Regions from separate parts of the Mus musculus genome. Here region 1 is linked to region 2. A link is a contact called in public HiChIP or PLAC-seq data. All regions are on one chromosome and are shown on one strand. Each heading gives the region's core, a stretch centred on a gene start, on an enhancer-like site or on the middle of the called end of the contact. The rest is flanking DNA. Distances are from core to core; before and after follow the strand shown.

What was found. HiChIP or PLAC-seq counts read pairs in DNA pulled down with a chosen protein or histone mark.
Region 1: a BATF HiChIP or PLAC-seq map of CD8 T cells shows a contact between it and region 2, with 6 read pairs. The contact joins two enhancer-like sites. A contact is called at or near these places in 2 of 39 promoter capture datasets (epiblast stem cells and hippocampal neurons), 1 of 15 datasets of contacts at CTCF or cohesin (CD8 T cells), 7 of 115 datasets of contacts at active chromatin or transcription factors (CD8 T cells, double positive thymocytes, embryonic forebrain and 3 more) and 3 of 9 other capture datasets (adipose tissue, liver and pancreatic islet).

The regions. Positions count from the first base shown.
Region 1 is chr9:44,087,519-44,092,288 of GRCm38.p6, forward strand. Usp2 (ubiquitin specific peptidase 2) reads left to right here. Exons shown (of 13, transcript NM_198092.2): 3 at 1,614-1,664; 4 at 2,512-2,635; 5 at 3,486-3,597; 6 at 3,694-3,804; 7 at 4,318-4,382; 8 at 4,567-4,670; 9 at 4,758-4,770. Among named protein-coding and RNA genes, the nearest start is that of Gm39325, 4.9 kb to the left of the region's middle. Within about 2 kb of position 1,828, at least 73 of the 459 cell types and tissues checked have an H3K27ac peak or open chromatin away from gene starts, as enhancers often do. A contact at or near this core is called in CD8 T cells, where this site is marked.
Region 2 is chr9:44,012,472-44,017,144 of GRCm38.p6, forward strand. Gm39323 (a long non-coding RNA gene) reads right to left here. Exons shown (of 3, transcript XR_870686.2): 2 at 2,927-3,079; 3 at 1-1,832. Among named protein-coding and RNA genes, the nearest start is that of Gm39323, 27 kb to the right of the region's middle. Within about 2 kb of position 1,435, at least 59 of the 459 cell types and tissues checked have an H3K27ac peak or open chromatin away from gene starts, as enhancers often do. A contact at or near this core is called in CD8 T cells, where this site is marked.

The DNA.
Region 1 (4,770 bases), core at 578-3,077, 75 kb after region 2:
GTAGGCCACTTAGAGGGCCCACCACGAGTGTCAGTAAGACAGCATTCATTTTGCCATTGCCAGGGGTCAAACCCAAGACCTTAACAAATGCTAAGTCAAGCCACCTTCTGCTGAACTTCAACACCCAGTGGTGGGGCTCACAGTTCATTTGAGGGCCACATAAGGTGCAGGCCAGGGCAGTGAGAAGGGTACACCCTACAGGCTGCTGCAGGCTTGCCCCCCAGCTGAAGGTTTAAAGCATGTCTCTTCTGGGTGTGTTTTCTCTACCTGCTAGAGTCCGACCTGACAACTGACAGAGGGGAGGGATCCTCTTCCCCGTGGGAGGGGCCTGGCACTTCTTGAGAAAGCCCTCGGCCTGCTTCTCCCCACCTCCCTTCAAGCTGACAGTCTCCTGGGCTTTGAGCCGCTGACAGCCCCATAGGCTGTCAGCACATGGCATGAGTAATTTTAGCTGAGTTATTTCAGGCTCCTGTTCTGATCAGGGTTGAGCCGGCCCCACGCATGCCCCAGCCAGTGTTGCACCAGAGTTGCCTGCTCCGAGGCCCCCTTTCCAAGAGGGGGTGGCAGACTCATCCCCAAACTCAACCGCTTTAACCCTTTGAGCCTGAAGGGTTTCTGATCCCTAGGAGGTGTGCCCAGGATTAGCTAAGAGACCTTGACAAATAACACCGAGAGCCTGCAATCTCACACCTGTTCTCTCTCCAACCCCCTCACCAGCCTCCACAGTAGAGACATGAGCGGCACCTTCAGCCAGGTGCTTCCTCAGCTTGGGGCAGTGGCCAGTAGGGATGTTGAAACCCGAGACGAGCCGGGCTGGGAGGATCCTCCCGCCTTGGCTCAGCCCTTTAGAAGCTGAGTTCAGCTGGAAGGAATTCCACCTGTCTCTGGCAATTCAGACAGGCAGGCAGCTTGAGTTTTCCCCAGCTGAAGATCGAAACTCAATTAGAGTGGTTTGTCATTTCAATTTCTTAACATGCCAATTATGATGGTCCCTTTATATATTGAACATGTAATATAAATATAGGTCATTTGAAATAGTGCCTGGATTTGAGCTATGAACCCTGTTTTTGTTGTTTCATATAGCTCAGGCTAGCCTTTGGGTTCACTATGTATGTAGCTGAGGCTGGCCTTGATCAAATTCCTAATTCTCCTGCCTCTGTTTCCAGGTGCTGGGATTGCAGGCTTTCATTACCATGCCTGAGCTGAACTTTCAATTTCATTTAACGAGGAATTGAGTAAATTCCTGAAATTATGAATCCCTAGCCTCTAGTCTCCACTGTAGCAGAAAATAAAGATAGAAAAGCTGGTGTAGTAGTAGCTTATACCTGTAATCCCAACACTCGGGAGGCAGAGGCAGGAGGGTCACCATCCGTTCACTAGGCTACCTAGTGAGACCCTGTCTCAAAAGAGCAAAATGATAGGGAAGTACATAAAAGAGCAAAGTCCCGGAGAGCAGTCTGCGTGATGAAAATAGGCATTCCTCCCTGCTCTCCAAGACCCAGACAGAGGCTGAAAAGAGAAGTCTGCTGGGGAAGGGAAGGAAGTGTTGGGCGAGAACTAGTACAGACGCCGGGCTGTCCCTCGCCCTCATGTGACCTGTTCTTCACTTACAGAATTCAAAGAGTGCCCAGGGTCTGGCTGGTCTTCGAAACCTTGGGAACACGGTAAGTTCCTCCCAACTCACCTCTTCCCTGAAGCCCTTCCCTCCTCTCTTGAATGGGATAGTTTTACAGAGTCCCCTCCTGGCTCCAGCTAGCTTCCTATCCTATAGGGCAATCAGCACCTGCCCTTCCTGGCTGGGGTTTCAGTGAATTGTGGGGCTCTGTCTCACCCGCCCCCAGCAGGAAGCACTGCTAAAAGGAAGTTGCCCTTGTCACTTCGAGCCTGCTGCTCTCCTGGATCTTCCTCCTGATTCCTGTCACTTCCCACCCACTGCTGACCAGTGTGCCCACACCCCTTTGTACACCTCAGTAGGAAGGAGCCAATTACAGGGCCTTCCCCCATACTTGCCTCACTCGGCCCTGCCTTCACTCAGGAAGGAGGAGCCTGGAGCTGTGAGAGAGTTCATTTTGGGTAGAAGAGAGAGAGAGAACCTTTAGGTAACAGAAGTGCTGGGTAAGGGGCACTACCCCATCACATCACAGTGTTGTTAGTTAGCTTTCCCCCACGATAGATACATGAGAGAAATCAACCTAATAAAGATGGTGTGTTGGGCTTGCTTACTGGCTCTGTTGCTTTGGGCTTGTGACAAGGCAGAAGGCACAGGTACAGCAAAGCAAAACCATTCACTTCATGGCCAGGATACAAAGTGGGGGGGGAGGGGGCAGTGGGGGAAGAGAGTGGAGTCCTACAGGCCTCTGCCGGGCAAGCCCCCAATACCTGAAAGCCTCCCACTGGGCCCCATCTCTTGAGGTTGCTACCACATCGCAGTAGTGCCATGAGCCGGGAATACATGCTTATGAAAACCCCAGAGCTGTGCACGCCCACTAATTGCTAGATGATCTCTCCTAGTGCTTCATGAACTCAATTCTTCAGTGCCTGAGCAACACCCGAGAGCTGAGAGATTACTGCCTCCAGAGGCTGTACATGCGGGACCTCGGCCACACCAGCAGCGCTCACACGGCCCTCATGGAAGGTGAGGAGCCCGTGTGGGCGTGGCCCCGCTCCCCTTCTCAGCTCTTCCGTTCCACCAGGCTGGACTGGTGTTGTGTTGTAGATGCACCCCCACTCCTCTAGTTTTCTTTCTTTGCCTGTTCTTGGTTGGGGCTCAAGTTTCAGAATCTGTTGTTGAAACACAGCCTTCCTGTGTAACCCTGGTTGGAGCCATGCGAGTGATTCTCTTGCTTCGGCCTCCCAGGTGTTGGGATCAGAGTATACAGCCTCATGTCTGACTCCAGTTTCAGTGCTCCATCTTATTTGTTCATTGGTTGTTGATCTGTGAGGTGCTTGGCTTGGCGGGTTGTCTTGGTTTTAGTTTTTTGTTTTGCTTTGTTTTGTTTTGTTTTTTGTTGTTTTTGAGACAGTCTCATGTAGCCTAGGCTGGCCTTGAATTCCTGATCTTCCAACCTTAAGGTGGGACCACGGGTGTGCACCACAAAAGTGCTCACTTGCTTACAGAGGACCAGAGCTTGGTTTCCCTCCTATGACCTCCTTGGGCACTCATAAGCATGCACACACACACACACACACACACACACATATACACACACACATACACACACATATATACACATACATACACACACGTACATACATATACACACACATATTAAAATAAAATAACTTTTTAAAAAAGAAAATATCTCAGCAGGGTAGTTGTGATGCACACTTTTAATCCGAGGGCTGGCTCAGGAGGTGGAGGCAGGCAGATCTCTGGATTCCAGGCCAGCCTGGTCTATGGAGTTAGTTACAGCCATTGCTACACAGAGGAACTCTACCTTGAATAATCTCACCTGTTCTTCACCCTTTCTAATGGCTCCTAACAGAGTTTGCAAAACTAATCCAGACCATATGGACGTCGTCCCCCAATGATGTGGTGAGCCCATCTGAGTTCAAGACCCAGATCCAGAGATATGCGCCACGCTTCATGGGCTATAAGTAAGGGCCTGGCATGCGTGCCCTCCCCAAGGTGGCTGGCAGCACAAGTGAGGTCTGGTGGGCGCTGCTCTCCCACTCACTTTTGTTTGCATTCAGTCAGCAGGATGCTCAGGAATTCCTTCGTTTCCTTCTGGATGGTCTCCACAATGAGGTGAACCGGGTGGCAGCAAGGCCTAAGGCCAGCCCTGAGACCCTTGATCATCTCCCGTAAGTAAGAGGAGGTCCTGCCTCAGGCAAAGCCTTTGTGAACTTGACCTTAGTGCCTACTTCTATAGGAGTAATGATTCGGGGAGAATCAGATTTGCTTTGTTTTTAAGCTCAGACTTTTTATTTCGGTACTGTGCACGGGTCTGTGTACCTAGGTCCTTGTATGCAATGGGCAAGCACTCTGCCACTAAGTTACATCCTCTAAGATTGCTTTTGAAGATTAAAAGGTTGAAGCCAGGCATGGTAGGAGATACCTGTAATCCTAGAATTCAAAGACTGAGGTAGGAAGGATTATGAATTAAAGACCAGCCTGGGTTAATCCTGGCTCAAGAGAACCGTGGCTTGGGAGGTACAGCTCAGGAGGGTTGTGTGACCAGGAGCGAGGCCAGGGATTCCAGACGCAGCACCCCATACAGCAATGTCTGTAAATCCATAAAGACTCAAGATGAGAGCCCTTAAAGACTTCCAGGGTTTGAGTCCTGACCTACCTGTCTTCCTGTCTGTGGTTCCCAGTGATGAAGAAAAGGGGCGACAGATGTGGAGGAAGTATCTGGAAAGGGAAGACAGTCGGATTGGGGGTAAGTATATAGACAAGAAGATACCTGCTTCTGTTGTTACCCACTTTTGCTCAAGAAGCCACGGGGATCATTTTTCCCAGGGAACCCTGCTTCTGCCTGTGGCTCTCAAAACTAAGGCAAGCGTGGGTGGGAAAGGAAGACGAGCGTTCGGCGTGCTGAGCATGGCCTGGCTCTCTCTCCCCAGATCTCTTCGTTGGGCAGCTGAAGAGCTCCCTCACATGCACCGATTGTGGCTACTGCTCTACAGTCTTCGATCCCTTCTGGGATCTCTCGTTGCCCATCGCAAAGGTATGCTCAGCTGTGGTCCCCACTTCAGCATTGCGCTCGGGGCTCAGTGAGGTCGTGACCTCTGACCTGGACCCTTTTCCTTTGCAGAGAGGTTACCCTG
Region 2 (4,673 bases), core at 185-2,684:
AATCTCAGTATTTAAAAGGGAAGGTCAGAAAATCAAGGCCATTCTTGGCTGCATGGTGAGTCCCAAATAGGCCTGGAATATATGACATGAGGCTTTGTGTGTGTGTGTGTATGTGTGACAGAGAGAGAGAGAGAGAGAGAAAGGATATCAAAGAGAATTAGCTCTTGCATATGTGAGCTTGTGAACTAAAATGAGAACATTTCTGTGCGCTGGTTCCTGATATAGACACTAGTACCTGAGAGCCTATTTGAGAAAGGCCAACAAAGAAGAAGGGAATGGGAGCAGAGAAGCAGCTTAGCAAAGCTCTCTCATCTCCCCAGCTGGCCCTGAGGTTCCCAGTCCCCAGCAGCAGACACTGATCTTATCACAGGTACATACTTTCCTTCACAAGTGTGTTCCTGCCTTAAAGTCGGTTAAAGACGATGAACAGCTCACAGCGAAGAGCTGACTGTGCCCTGCTCATCTCCCCGGGGCCTCTAACCCACCCTATTCCAGGCAGGAACCCAACTGGTGTTCTTTAAAAACTGGCACCTGATCAACATACATAGATGCAAAAGAAGCCCAGCGCTGCTCAGAGGTAGAAGGAAATGGGGACAGTCTCCTGCAGCAGGGCTTTTTCTGGGGAGAGAGAGAAGCCTGGGTCTGGAGCTCAGTTTGGCCGGGCAGAGAGGGAGGGGCCCAGCACAGAGCTTGCAACATCCTCTGCTCTCTCAGAAACCAGCTCCAGGCCTTCCAAGAAGCCAGGGGAACTGTCACCAGGCGGTCTCTTTCCTGTCATGATTTATTCAATTAAGCTGTATCTGAAAATATCCTCGGCAGGTGGCTTATTTTCTGCAGGGCCAGGATGTGGGAGGGCACGGAGTGTAGCCTCCTAATAGAGCCCTGAGGCCCGGCTCACAGATAGAGACACTGAGGCTGGGAAAGCGACAGACCTCATCAGACTTCAGCAAGGCCAAGAGAGAGGAGGAAGGCTGGACTATATCTAGAGAGAACAAACAAACAAACAAACAAAAGCATGTCCTTTCAGCCAAGGGGACGGAGAGACCACACTGCCCTAAGCCTGGAGAACTCAAACCTATACCTGCTAGCCCAGCTCTCTGAGGGAGAGGCGGGTGCTGAGTGAGGAGACCCAGGCCCAAGCTGAAAGAAAGCAGCCCCAAGGGGAAGAAATGAAGTCATACAAGGTGCTTGAGTCCCCCACTGAGCTCAAACCCTAACATGCTTAAGAGCCAAAAAGCAAAGCCTCTCAAAAAGGGTTCACCTCTGGGCGACCAACTCAGCATAGACTTAGTAATGTTCCTGCTGCACAAATCAACCTGACCGTCTGCAGTGGACTTAGAGGCAGGGACTTGGTGAACCTTTTTAGACTTTGGGAGGCTGTGTTTCCTCATCTGTGAAGTGGGGGTGTGAGGAAGGGCTGCTGAAGGGTTAGGTGAGGTGCTGTGTGAAACCCCAGAGTCTGCCTGGACTTCAGTGGTTAAGGAACTCACTCTTACCTCATCCACGCCCCTCCCCCTGTTTTCCGGCCATTGCCCTTTAAATGTAAGAACGGTGCACTTGTGAGAAAGCCATATGTCATAGATAATGAATGAGAATAGACTCTTTAGCCCACTTCTCTCTACCCAAGAGGCCACCGCCTTGAGGAACACAGATGAAAAAGCTTTGGAGGCAAAGCTTTCCAAACGCCAGGAGCATCCATCATGGACTGTACCGAGCCTACCAACGTCTTCACAGGGAGAGGCAGATGGGAACATCCGGGTCGTGATTAAGGAGGAATGTGGCAAAATGGCCAGTGTGCTCCAAGGTCCCACCCAGAGGTTTCCTGATGTTATCTGAAAGTAAAAATCCTTATTTTAAAATAAACTTAATTTACACAAACCGGTGAGCAAGGTTGGTGTCACGTAATGTTTCGTGAAGGCTCATAGGAACTCTTTCCTCAGCTCACTAACTACTCTGCCCCTCAGTTTTTTCCCTTGTCTTTTTGTTGTTGTTGTTGTTTGTTTGTTTGTTTTCCCAGACAGAGTTTCTCTGTGTACCCCTGGCTGTCCTGGAACTCACTTTGTAGACCAGGCTGGCCTCGAACTCAGAAATCCGCCTGCCTCTGCCTCCCAAGTTGCTGGAATTAAAGGCGTGCACCACCACCGCCCAGCAACCCTTGTCTTTCTTAAGTAATCTGTCTGTGTATCAAGCATCATTGGGCTACAAGAGTCTGGAACTGGGTAGCCTTTCCCTGCAGATCCTTGGCTGGCACTCCTAAGCATGCTTGCTCGGGCACTCTGGGCTTTCGGTCTTTCTGACCTCTACTATCTAGCTGAAGAGACATCTTCTCCATCTCCCCTCACCCCCAGCACCTGCCAGGTCTCCGGCTTGACTGTCTTGCTTTTCCTTCAAATTTTAATAAAATTACAAAGCAAAATAAGAAAAATGTAGACTTCATTTGGTAGAATGGCTTTAGATTCGTGGCAAAGCTGAGCAGAAAGCAGCTCCCATAAGATCCCTATCCGTGCTACCAAAACCCCTCCTTCACTAGCATTCCCAATCCAGACCCACATTCTGAGGCAAGTGAGAGGGCTTAGTGGATAAGAGTCCTTGCCACCAAGCCTGAGGACCCTAGTTCAATCCGCAGAATCCGTATGAAAAAATCTGTCTGCGCATCAAGCATCAGCTCCACTCCTTCAAGCTATCCACTGACCTCCTTAGGCACACCCCGTATATACACAGACACAGAGAAAAACCAATGTAAGCTACTTTAATTTTAAAAGACACCCATTTCTTGTACCTAGTGACCCTTCATTGGAACATCACTAATACCCAAAGGCCATAGTTTCCATTAGGGTTTGCTGTAAGCATTAATCGCAGTTTAGGGTTACATACACGGACAGTTAATTTCCCTGTCCCAAAAGTCCTGAATGTCCCCACCTCTTACCAGTCAACTCCAGGACCACCGATCTTTTTGCTGTCTTCATTATGTCCTCTACTTGGAATACAATAGTACGTAGCCTTTTCGTCCATCCTGCTTCTTGAGTTAACCCCCATGTGAGGTTCTTTTCACGACTTGACAACTCATTTCTTCTTAATTCTAAAATATTCCATTATCTGGATGAGAATATATTTTTTAAATTCCTTTACAATTTTATACTTCTCTATACAGTGAATTTTGATCTTTTGCTCATTCCAACCTCCGTCACCCTCTCTCATCCCCCTCCCTCTTCTGATGAAACCCTTTTTTCTCTAACAAGCTGTCTTCCTATCTTCATGTTATGTGTAAGTGATTGTGTGTGTGTGCGCGTGTGTGTATAAGAGAGGGGGCTACTGAGTTTAATTAGGATTTTTTTCCCACTAGCATGGAGGAAGGGCTTGTTTGCTTATTTTTTTAGAGCATGACCAGGTATCAATGGCTACTCCACTGAAGAAAAATCATTCCCTCACCTTAAAAATCATTTTAGCTGGTACTTGGGAGCAAGAGACAGGAGAATCAAGAGTTCAAGGCCAAAGTCTGGGACACACTTCAGTGTTAAAGCATTTCCCTTTAGTGCACGCAGGCCCTGGTTAGATCTGCAATCAGAACTATTCAAGGGCAGACCCCGACTGAAAAAAAATAAAAAACAAGATCTAAGGATTTAGCTAAATGGTAAATACTCAGTTTCCCAGTACTTGCAAAGTTCTAGATTTGACCCCCAAGAAACACACACACACATACACACACGCGCGCTCCTCTTACAAGATCCCCTCAATTTAACAATCACACACATAGAATCCGTAGATTGATGCCATCAACCATTTATATGTATTGTTAACTTCAATGATCTCCACATAAACTATTCACATCTCAAATTGTAGATGCTAAATAAAGATCGAAACAACAGTGCCTGACAAATCCATGAATTCAGATCATGACCCAGTGTTACAGATGCTGTAGGAACTGGGCAGCTAACTAGGGCTGTTCAGCTGGGCACCGGACAGCTCAGATTTGCATTTCAACAAGAACACTCTTGCTAGCTATGGCCTAGGATGGGTGCCAGGATTCTCTCCCCACCTCCCTGGGATTGGACAATGCTTCTGACCATATGACAGCCAGGAACAGCTGTACCCAATTCAGAGGAGCCACTGAAAACTGGTTTTGACAGTCAACCAAAAACCTTAACCCAGCTTTGCTTTCAAACAGAAACTTGGTTTAGAAAGCAACACAGGAAGGCTGGTGAGATCGCTCGGCAGGTAAAGGTGCGGTTCTATCAAGCCTGACGACCTGAGTTGACCCTGGAACCCATAGGAGAGAAAGAGAGAACACACCCTCACGGGTTGTCTTCTGACCTCCATAGCATGTATCCCCCGCCCCCCACTGATTTTTTTTTTTAAAGGGAAGAGTCTAAAAGCTAAATATGGCTTCAAAATCAAAGAGCTTAAGGCTTACTCCAGAGAAAACCAGAATGTATGAAGGCTTTAAACCAAGCCAAGGCCATAGACAAAATCAAGATAGAGAAATCAGATGATGTCATAGGGTCTCACTTTCTCCCCATGTACTCGTCCCCATGGAAACCATTTTTCTGAGATTTTTATTTTTATGTATATGAATGTTTTGTGTATACACACACACACACACACACACACACACACACACACACACAAAAAAAACACATTTTGCCTGGTGTCTGCCTTACTCCATTTGGGGGGTG